Regions from separate parts of the Gossypium hirsutum genome. Here region 1 is linked to region 2. A link is a contact called in public Hi-C data. All regions are on one chromosome and are shown on one strand. Each heading gives the region's core, a stretch centred on a gene start, on an enhancer-like site or on the middle of the called end of the contact. The rest is flanking DNA. Distances are from core to core; before and after follow the strand shown. Region 1 holds the start of LOC107956194 (protein NRT1/ PTR FAMILY 6.4). Region 2 has its middle 7.4 kb from the start of LOC107954770.

Region 1 (5,907 bases), core at 2,725-5,224, 48 kb before region 2:
GTAGAAGTGACTAGGATCTGGTTGTAAAATATTATCAATAGGAAATATATATATAAACAAACATAATCGCGAACATATAAACAAACATGTTTGCGAATGTTAAATGAACATGTTCGCGAACGCTAAATGAATTGAGCCTGAACACACCAAATAATAAACGAACCGAGTTCGAACATGATATTAAAAATTTAAACGAACACGAACCGAATACGAACAACTTAAAAAATAAACAAATGAACACGAACATAGTCTTGTCCGTTTGAGCCCGGTTCATTTACACCCCTATTTATGGATAGGAGAGGACTTTGAAACTCGATCCAACAAGGGTTCAAATGTACTAAGAAAAGGGTTATTAGATTAATACAAAGTGGATGTGTTTGGTCAGATATGGAGGATCGTGTAGTTATATGTTTCCCTATAGGTCATAACCATCTAAACCTACTATATGACCCTTTTTAACAATTTATGGGATTCTTTAGGGGTCAGCTTTCAACTTCCTTATTGTGTTTCGTCCAACACTAGTTCGGTGCTATGTTTCCTCAACGTATTGGCATTAAAGACTCACTCTTCGGTTGCTAATTTCCTCGAACCCGACATTTTTAAACTCATCATATGTCTGATTGATCGTTGAAGTCACAAACAGTGGATGCATGATATGTCATCCAACTCTAGATTTGTGGGAGAAAATGAAGATCAGATCTAATTAAACACGTCTTTATTGAGCAAGATAAGTAAAAATGTCCCCTATAATGTTACACAGCTTGATAAGAAGTATAAGAAAGAACAATGGAATAATCACCTTACAAATTACCCATGACAGATAGATATGAGCCTATTCCTTTTAACAAGCCAAAATAACGAGTATACTATATCAGTCTAACGATTCATACAACCCTCTTAAAGGTACACATAGGCTATGGCTCTACTTCTCCCACTGCCTGAAGACTTGCTTTCTTCTCCATGTCTTGTATGGTTTCGCCATTCAAGCCCTTAAGTTCCTTCTCTCCAGACTCGGGCTCTACAGGCAGCTGCATCTTGTACTGATGTCTTGATGCAAAGATTAGAAAAACCAAGAAATTCAAGAATCCTAAGACTGCAAGTAACCAATAGAAGTTATTTAACTTTCCTTTATTCAAATTATTCCTAAGCCAGTTCCTGTTGGTTACATGGTCGACGATAGACACCAGCAAACTGCTCACAAAGAACCCCATTGAAATGGTGCTCAGGAAAAGCCCTGTGCTCATGGATTTCATCCGGTCTGGTGCCTCTCTAATAAAGAACTCAAGTTGTCCAACATAAGCAAAAGCCTCCCCAGCACCAACAAGGAAGAACTGAACAAGTAGCCAAAAAGCACTTATTTTGACTTCTTTCTCTACAGCAATTTCCCTCCTCTCTTTCTCAATAATAGCAGCCCCTACCATAGCAGCTACCGAAAAAACTAGTCCAATCCCAATCCTCTGGAGGCTAGTGATTCCCTGGGGATTATGGGTGATTTTTCGAGCCAAGGGAACGAAAAATTTTTCATTTAGGGAAGTGAAGAGGAGAATGCTGATAATGAGAAAAGCGGAGAAAGATCCTGCGGGGATTACGAAAGAGCCAATTTTGCGGTGCATGATGGTGGCTTGCTCAACTGTAAATGTAGTCATCTGGGAGTAGATTGTCCAGAAGAGTATACACGTAGACCAAATGGGGAGTAATTTTATCACCATTTTTACTTCTTCCACATGGGTCACAGTTGATACTAGCCATGGGTTATTTTTTTCTGCGTTGGCAGCACAGTTGTCGTCTAGGATTGCAGCCTTGTCCAGAAACCTAGTCATCACAAGCAAATTGAAATCAAATTTGGTTACTTTTCTGGCAAATACGTAATTAGTCAATTAATTCTTTTGGCTCTTGATGCAAACATGGTCAGGGAAACTTGGAACGGATTCTACTAATGCATAAATCTAAAAATTAGGTAGAATCTCTTCAGCATGAACCAAAAGAATCTGTTAGGAGCAGGGAGTTGCTTTAAGGCAAAATGAATGGCTAGACACTGATGGGAAAGGGTTAGATATCTGATTTTAGTTGCATTTCATGATCAAGTTAGAAGATTTCCTTTCCCTCTGCCTTTCTTTGCGGGGCCCTACCTTTTACTATTTATTTTTCTTTTTAATATCTGTTGTGTATGAACTATGTTACGCATATTGGGCTACGAATGTTAGATTATGTGTCTACATAGATACGATTTTTTTTATTTTTTAATAATCTACTTGGAAGGTTTGATCCTCAAACCCATATCTAATCATATGAGGGTTGGAGCAACATATGAACTGACAATGAAGCAAAATCCTTCAATTTGTATAAAAATAGCTTTACACTAGCTCAATTTAGAATTAAAATGGTTTGATGTTCTTGAATCAGAGAAAAGTTTTGCGAATAAAAATGAAATTTAAGTTTGGGTTTTGAATCTGATGCAAGTGAAAATCAAACCAAAACTCTGCAATTAATTTGCAACTGTTGTGAAAACAAAGATGTGGCATGAAAACCAAATGGGATCGGACTTACTTGAATCTTGGCGTGTAGGGAACCTTTCGGTTGTCGTAATCGTTCAAGAGGCTGGGGTGGGAAGGATAAGGCTGTTTTTTCTTCTTCAATGCCAATAATAGAACCCTCCATACGATAGTTAAAGGGCTCCCCTGAGGCTTTTTGAACCTGTACCATGGAGTCCCACAAATCAAAACCGCTACCGCAATCACCATTGTTACTGCTGAAATCCCGTATCCCCACCCTCTTCCTACATTGTCTTGTATATACACCAGCACAATCACCGCAAACAATGACCCCAGGCTGATGCCGAAATAGAACCTATTGAAGAAGAAAATCATAGCCTTCTCCTCCTTGGGGTCTCCCACGTCGAACTGATCCGACCCAAAACCCGAGACATTAGACTTTATTCCCCCACCACCAAGTGCTGTTGTGTACAGTGCCGCATACAGCAAAGCCAGTTGCCGGCCGTTTGCCTCGATGCACTCGTGATGCTTCCTTCTGTAGTCATCACAGTAAGGAGGCCTCATGCTGGGAATTGTCGTAGCCAGTGTCAATAAAATCACTCCCTGAGTTTAAGATGAGATGGCAGCCAAAAAAAAGTTATATTTGTTTGCAAAGACGTAGACGTAAAGATATCAACTTTTTTATTTCTTATTATCGGTAAGGGAAACCTGACCAGAGCAGTTATGGATGCAGAAAGTGCCACAGTCAAGTATCGGCCGAGTTTGGCATCGGCTAAGAAACCTCCGAGGAGACCAAGCAGATTAAGAGCGCCCATGAAGTTGGTAACGATAGTTGCGGATTTTGCTGCTGAGATATGCAAATCTCCAACTAAGTACGTCACCAAATTCATAGATATGCCCATCACACATATCCTCTCAGAGAGCTCAGATCCTGCACACCAAAAATTTCCCTTCATATTAGCAAAAGAAGAAAGATGGGGACCAAGGTACACCGCACTTTTAAGCTTCTGAAATTCATCGTGAAACACCTAAGATGAGCCCTGCAGCGAGCCATCCACCGGTTTTCGACTTGTCCACCGGATTCCCCCGGAAATCAACCACGGTTCCCTCATTTGAATCATCTTTCTCACCATGGCTTTCAACCAAAACCTATGAGCATCCAAAGCAAAATCCAGGCAACAAAGAAACTATTCATCATATGATCAATTATATTCAAACATGCTAATAATAACTTTATAGAATGTATACCATACCATGATTTTAACTGCGCGCAAGAGAGAGAGAGGAAAATAGTAATGTTTAGCTCCAAATATGTTATGAGGGGGAAACAGCAGGGGAGAAGTGCATGATTGGGGGTGGGGAATGCATGATAAGGGCCTGGGTACCCACTAGCTGTATCTTCCGAGTTTCCCCCAACTTGTGGTCGGGAGAGAGGTTTAAAATTTTTGTACAATGTGGTCTTTTTGGTGTTATTATCATCCTGTGTTGATGCATCTAAGAGGATTGTGTATAGTTTTACCTTTACATTTTCATTTAACTTGCAGGTTAGAAGCGTGGTATCAAGTATCAGAATAGACTTTGAGGTAGTATCAATTTAGGATTGAGCATAATAAAAAAATGGTTGGAATAGGAGAGAATGTCGTAGTAAAAAGGAGTCATTATTTATTAGAATTCTGAGGTAAGTTTTCTCTTACAATATTGAATTTTTTAAAATATTTGTATTAAATTTTGTTAAAAAAAAGAAACTTTTAAAGTGTTATATGTTTGGAATTGATAAACCCCTTAATGGAATAATATTATCTTTTGTTAAGGTTTTATCTCTCGAAAATTTGAATACCCCTTATTTTTGTATTAGTTAACTCAAGTGATGGTATAATTACCTATAAAACGCCATACAACATTTTTTCTCAAATTTTCATTTACACAAATACACATTTCTTTAATAGTTAACCGTGCGTCATGATCTAATTTAATAGTTCTCTAATTATGTTCAACCTATCACATCTAACACTCAAACTCTTCGTAAAATCAAAAACTAAAATTTTAATCTATTAAATCAAAAATTTAGTTTGATAATATCAGTTTTCCCTAGACGGATTCTTATCTTTTAGTACCATAATTTGTAATTGCAAAGGTCATCATTTATGGTGTTGTCATGTCATGTAGGGTTATATCGATGATAAACTCTGGACCGTTTGATTGTCACGTCATGTAGTGTTTAGCAACCTTCCATCGCATTTTTGCTTGCTTTTAACCAAATTTTCAATCTTGGAAAGATCAATTGGATTTATTAAATACAAAGAATTTTAGTTCAATGGAGGTTGCCACTCCCATACATCTGCAATTTAATACATCTTTCTTGCCTTTCCACAGGTTTTCACGTTATTAATTTAACCATATTAGAACTATACACTTTTTAAAATGCAATCAAATATTTGACATTATATTCCCTGGAAGATTATATTCAGCATGGTAAATTATGAGTATAGTCTTGCTTTTATTTTCATCATATAATTATAGTTTTTTATTTGCTCATTCAATTTTTTAAAATTAATTATATATCCACATTTTCGTTGTAATTAGTTCAATAACAGAATTTAGAACTGTTTATGGGTCGGGCTATTTATCTATACCTGAAGGTTCGCTGAAATTCGAGAGGATTTGAATAAAAATATTAAGCTCGAAAAATGAATTTGAGTAAAAAAATTAGGCCCGTTTAAAATATGGACTGAGCTCGGGTTTGAACATTCAAGGTCCGAGCCTAGTCCAGCCTGACCTGTTTTAAGTTTATAATATTTTATATTATGTTACTTTTATATATTATGTAATTTAGAACACATTAAAAAAAGTAAATCTATATTAAATATATAATACTACTCTAATGTAAACATTAAAATAATGTTAAGATGGCTATATAAAAAATTATAAAATTATAAAATATTAAAATGATATAATATAAATATATTTTTTTAAAAATTTAAAAATAATATGAGTAGACCTAAAATTGGTTTGGGTTAGTCTTTTACAAATATTAGTGGGTTTGGGCAAAATTTTAGACTCAAATTTCGAGTTGAACCAGACTTAGACAAGTATAAAGTATGTTAATACCATACTTAGACCCAACTTGAACCCGGTCCATAAACACCTCTAACAGAATTCTAATGTGGATCTTTTTATTAACATATAGCCATTCAATATTTACACATTCAATCAATTAGATCTTAAATCTAAAAAATTCAAAAACCTCAATGTTTAAAAAATTTATCATTTCAATTCTATTTTTTAAAAAAATCTAAAATATTTAGTCCTCAACATTTATAAAATTTGTTAATTTAGTTATAATTCTAAAAAATATTCCAAAATAAATTAAAAAAATTCGATAACAAATTATAAAAATGATTTAAAAATGAAAATA
Region 2 (5,728 bases), core at 2,338-4,837:
AAGTCTCAGTTTGCAGCAGTTCAAAATGGTTTGGTTCTAACTTCTTTTGGAACAAACATAATATTTGTTAATGTAATCTGGATTCACTAATCTTACAACGGAGTTTTGTTTAGAGAATAATTTGATTTTGTTCAACAATCCAACTAAATCACCTATTGGCTAAAACTACCCTTGCAACAATGGATATTTACAGCCTACAACTGACTCATATTATTACAAATCACTCTCCCAGATATCTCTCCCCCAAATATTTTACTTTACATTTAATTAAACTTTCCAAGCATTACATAAAATGGTGTTAAAAAAAATAACACTTCCACAATGTGCGGCAACCAAGCCTATTTATAGGTTGATACAAACAACTCCTTTGACATGTTTAGATAAACTTTAAACTCTCATTTAGAAGTTCAAATTATCCCATAAAATATCTAAAGTAATTATCTCAAAAAATATTTTATAATTAAATCTTCCAACAATTTCAAATACTTTGGAAGATAAGGATAATGGTAAAGGTGAGTATCAACAAAAGTTTCAAACTCCTCCTTCTCTTAGGTTGTCGATTGGAAGATAATAATCATATGTTGTAGCACGAAATTACATTCTCACTTGTTGCTAAACAAGATTAAATAATAAGTCATGTCATTAAAAAGCTAAACATGCTAGCACAAAATCTTTTACTACACCAAAATTGTTGTTTTATATGTTGTTTGAACATAAAATGCAACAACAGAAATAGTCAAAGTTCCATCATATCTCACTAACATAAAGAGCACAACACTCTTTCTTTTTTCTTTTCACCATGTAATACAAGTTTTTTGGTGAAATTTTTTTTAGAAAATCTCTTACTTTTAGATTGTTCTTTTTTTTTTTAAGAAAATGGAAGCAAATTTACAACGCAATAGAAACTAAGAGACTAGTGTTATAAAGATTAAGCAATTTGGGTATTTGATATTTATTTTTCTTTCATGAGAAAAATTGAAGAGAATTTCACTAAAAAATAATTGGGTATTCGATGCTTGGTTGTATTGTTTTGAATTCTTTAAGTTATTTTCATCAACCAAAAAAAAAATCTCAAATTTTTTGAAAGTGAAATGCTCTACAATTTTTTTAAGGAAAGAAAGACAAATAGCAAATACTCAAATTGTTTAATTATGTTGTAAATCTGCTTCCAATTTTTTGGCTTAAAAATTTTATCCAATTTTTTTAAGCCTAAAACTTGTATTTCACTGTGAAAAAGAAAAAAAAATGAGAAAGATTAGGTGTTGTGCTATTTATTTTAGTGAAATGGATTAAATCTTAAATCTAAGACTTAGGTTTATTTATTTTGATCTAGGGTTAGAAATAATTTGGTTATCATTATTCTCATTTTAAGAGTTCTCACTATAATTGTCACTAAGAGGAACCAAAAATGCAATTTTTATTTAATAAAGAAATTAAAATTTTAAATTGAATTATCAATACTAGAAATTCTATCACATGCATATGCGTGTGAAAATAATAAATTTAGAACACAAATGTGTGTTTAAAAATAATATAAAATAAATAATGAAATATATGGTTTGAAACTAATTAATAATATCACTCAAAATATATACGATATTAAATTAAAAAGATTAGATTAAATTGTTTATCATGGTATTATCGTCAATCTTGAGTTGGTGTTGAGTTAACTTATGATATCAACTCGATTAAGTACGTTATTATTAATATAATATATAAAATTGATGGAGGTAATAAAATATGTATAATAAAATTAAAATGTACGAAAGTATTAAAATAAAGTTTTAATTGAGTGATAAATTAAAATTTTTATTAATGCAATTGTCGTGGGTTCAAATCCAACCAAGAATAATTTTTTACTGGTATTTTAAAAGTAAAATGACTAAAATACCCTCGAATATTGTAACTTATTTTAATTATAGAATGACGTTTCTCTAATTCTTCTAACTGAGTTGGCGTTTGATTGACTCGTGACACCAACTCAGTCAGAAACTTATAATAGTATAGGTGTATAATTGATAGAGGTAATAAAGTGTGCATAATAAAAACTAAAGTCTATAAAATATTAAAATAAAACTTTAGTTGAGTTGTAAATTAATAGTTTTACTAACGCAATTGGTTTCGATTCAAATATCATTATATGAATATATTTTTATTCTTTTTTAAATAAAAATTAAAAATATCCTCAAATAATATAACTTAATTTAATTATGAAATAGCGTTTTCATAATTTTCTTAACCGTGTTGATATCTCGATTGAAAATGACATAAATTTAATAAAATATTTAATAAATAGTATAGATTTGATTTGATAAAGAGTAGAGGTGCTCATGGGCCAGGTTCGGGCCGGGCCCATAAAAAATTTCGGCCCGGGTCCTAGGCCCGAGCCCGGCCCGGCCCGAAATATGGGCCTAAGATTTTGCCCATGCCCGGCCCGAGAAAAAAATCATAAGCCCGAGCCTGGCCCAGCCCGGCCCATTTTTATTTTAAAAATTTTAAAAAATTAAAAAAATATTTTAAAAATAAAAAAATTAAAAAAAAGTATTTTAAAAATATTTTAAAATTTAAAAATTAAAAAATATATTTTAAAAAGATTTTAAAATTAAAAAAAATTAAAAAAGTATGTAAAAATATTTTAAAATTAAAAAAATAAATATATTTATTATATCGGGTCGGGCCGGGCCCAGATCGAAAAAGTGGTGCCCGAGGCCCGACCCGTTTTTTAAATAGGTCTCGTTTTTTTGCCCAAGCCCATATTTCAGGCCTATATTTTTACCCAAACCCTCTCATATTTCGGGCGGGCCGCCCGGCCCATGATCACCTCTAATAAAGAGGTGGTTATCCCATTTAAATAAAACTTCGGCAAAGCCATATTTCATCCAAAACGCTCCGTATATTATTATTATTGAAATTTGAAGAGGAATTGAGATGAATCAATGCTTGCTTTTCCAGTTTCCAGGGATGAATTTCATAGCTCTAATTGGTGGGGTTATTTTGGAGCTACACAAACTAGAGGGGGCAAGTGGCAACACCTTTGTCGTGGATCGGTGGGTTACACTTGCAACACATGGGCCGAGCCCTACCTCGGCATGCCACATCCTTGTTTGGTTCCGTATTGAAGTTGGTTGGTTCCTACGTCAAAACAAACACTCGCTTTCCCTTCTGACAGATACGTCGATGATATCATATTTTCATTTATTTTTTCTTGGTCTAATTTTGCTATCAATTTCAAAATTTTAGCCCCTATTTGTGTTCAGAAATTGAATCCTTGATTTAGAAATTTAGGACCAAATTCTAATTGCGGAGGTTTTTGATCGCTTGACAAATTTTAAATATATATTTATTTATTTTGTTAAGATGTGTTTGGTCACTTACAAAAATTATAATATCAATTAAAAATATTAAATAATCTTGACTTATCCAGAAGTTAAATTAAAATGAGTTTACTTTTAATATATAAAAACAATTCCCTAACAAAAAGAAATATTTTTTTTAATTGGTATTGTGGATGGAATAGAAGAATTTTTATTCTTTTGCTATAAGTATTGAAGATCCTCTCAGTACCCACGTAGAGTCTCGATAATATATTACCGTGTAAGAACTTTTTTTTATGCATTTGACTATAATATAGTACTTTTGCCATAAAATATGATAAGATAATTACGTGCCAATCATAAAACAAATTGGAGAGCAATTAACTAAATTATTCCAAAATAACTCAAAGTTAAAAATTATTTAAAGTCAATTGAGTTTTAGTTCGATTGGTATTGATATTATTATTAGGGTAGAAAAATATGGGTTTGAGCATATTGAAACATGTTTTGTCTTCTTATTTAGGCTGAGAAGATGTTATGAGTACTTTTAAGTATTATACCTTCCTTGTGACACATGTTTCAATCACCTTTTATTTATTTTTTAATAATTATATTGATAAAGTTTCAATTTTAATCCCTATATTATGATAACATTTGAGATTTATTTTTTTTTATGTTTTAATTTGACATAATTTGGTTTTCAATTTTCACACTGACATTAATTAGTCTAAATAATTGACATCTTTAACTATTTTGATTAAATTTTGTTGTTGATTTTCTTAATAAAACTATTCTAGCTATTTTAAATTTTGGGCTAAATTTTTCTAGCCCAAACAAAAAAACCATTTGTCCAACTAAAATCCCTTAAAACCAGCCCAAACCCTTGCAATTTATTAAACCCAATCCAAGCAAAAAATAAAACAAAATAAATAAATGCAGCCCTAGTAGGCAGCAATCATACCCCTGGCCCCGAACCAAAACTTCTAATTTCTTCCGCCTTGGTTGATTCTGTTAAACATTTGAACAGCCCAAATTTATTGAATTTTCAAATTTGCTTCATCTTTCTCTTTGTTCACTCTCTATTCTTTGCACACTTTAAATACAAAAACATAAAAATAGAGTGTTTAAAAATTTCGGATTTGAGTTGTGAGAAAAAGGTTTCAAACAAAATATGAAGAAGAAAATTTGAAAACTCACGAAAAAAATCTGAAGTCAAAACTTGAAAGAAGATGGAATATGGAAATTGGTTAAACTATATCGTTAGTCACTCTAAATAGGAGTTGTTCCTATTTTGGTCCTCCCAAATTTTCTTTTTGTTAATTTGGTCACCAAAAAGAAAAGAAATTGATCAAATTGGTCACTCCATCGTTAAATAATAATGAAAGACTAATGATTCATTTGTACGAAAAACTTTCGAGATGATTAAAATAAGAACGATCCCTATTTAGAATGATTGACAGGTAGTTTATCCTAATTTTAGAGTGACTAAGGTAGAAATGTGCTATTAGTCTTCTGTTACCATTTAACAGAGTGAAATGGCTAATTTGATCAAGTTTTATTTTCGGCTGACAACATTAACAAAAAAAAATAAAATTAGAGATGACCAAAATAGTAATAACCTATATTTAAAGTCCCTAATGGAATAGTTCACCAAAAATATGTGAAAAAAAGTTTTAAAAGATTTTTTTAAAAAAATAATATAAAATTTTAAATATTTTGTGACATTCAAATTGTGCAAAATGGTCAACTATCTAATCTATTTTAAATAATACCATAATGAGTTATTTTTACTATTTTATTGTGAGTGAATTAGAAATTAGTGGTTTGACCGATTCGATTATTGATCTAATTTTGAAAATCTTGCAAAAGGGTTAATATATATATTTGATTATTGAATTTGTCCAATTGTATCTATTTGGTACCTAATTTATTTTTGGACCTAATTGATTCTTAAATTTGTATTTTGTGACACACTTCGGTACTTTCATATTAACTCTTTTAATTTGTGTTGACGTGGCACTAATAGTCAATCAAATGGTGACACGTGGCATTCTCTTAACACGACACATGGCAAAAAAATTAAAAATCTAAAAATTAATAATTTCTTTAAAAACTAATAATTTTAATAAGAAATATCTTTAATTTAAATGGTCTTAATTTTTATAATTTTTTCAAGTTTATATTTATTTTACAAATTATCTTTTTTCATAAATTTATATATATTTGTATTATAGCACCTCTTATCTGTCTCGACATCCAATATGGATAGGAGATGTTACTAGAACACATACATAACAAACTCTCAAGAACATTTAAGAAATAGAACTTTAAAAAGATTTAATTAAAATCTTAGAAACAATACAAACTAATTTTGAAGAATTTAAAAACATCTTAAAATCATTTAGAAATTTTTC

Evidence for each region. Hi-C and Micro-C count contacts between places; a contact is called where the count stands out from the background.
Region 1: a contact with region 2 is called in a Hi-C map of leaf, with 4 times the contacts expected there. The contact joins the promoter of LOC107956194 here to the enhancer-like site in region 2. A contact is called at or near these places in 16 of 34 Hi-C or Micro-C datasets (anther, callus, hypocotyl and 2 more).

Annotation. Positions count from the first base shown.
Region 1 is chrD07:38,109,668-38,115,574 of Gossypium_hirsutum_v2.1, reverse strand. It overlaps LOC107956194 (protein NRT1/ PTR FAMILY 6.4), which reads right to left and starts at 3,974. Exons shown (of 5, transcript XM_041096596.1): 1 at 3,746-3,974; 2 at 3,521-3,641; 3 at 3,206-3,423; 4 at 2,548-3,095; 5 at 701-1,812. The coding sequence starts at 3,748. The coding sequence ends at 915.
Region 2 is chrD07:38,061,465-38,067,192 of Gossypium_hirsutum_v2.1, reverse strand. No RefSeq gene overlaps it. Among protein-coding and RNA genes, the nearest start is that of LOC107954770, 7.4 kb to the right of the region's middle. Within about 2 kb of position 3,587, at least 2 of the 9 cell types and tissues checked have an H3K27ac peak or open chromatin away from gene starts, as enhancers often do. A contact at or near this core is called in hypocotyl and leaf, where this site is marked.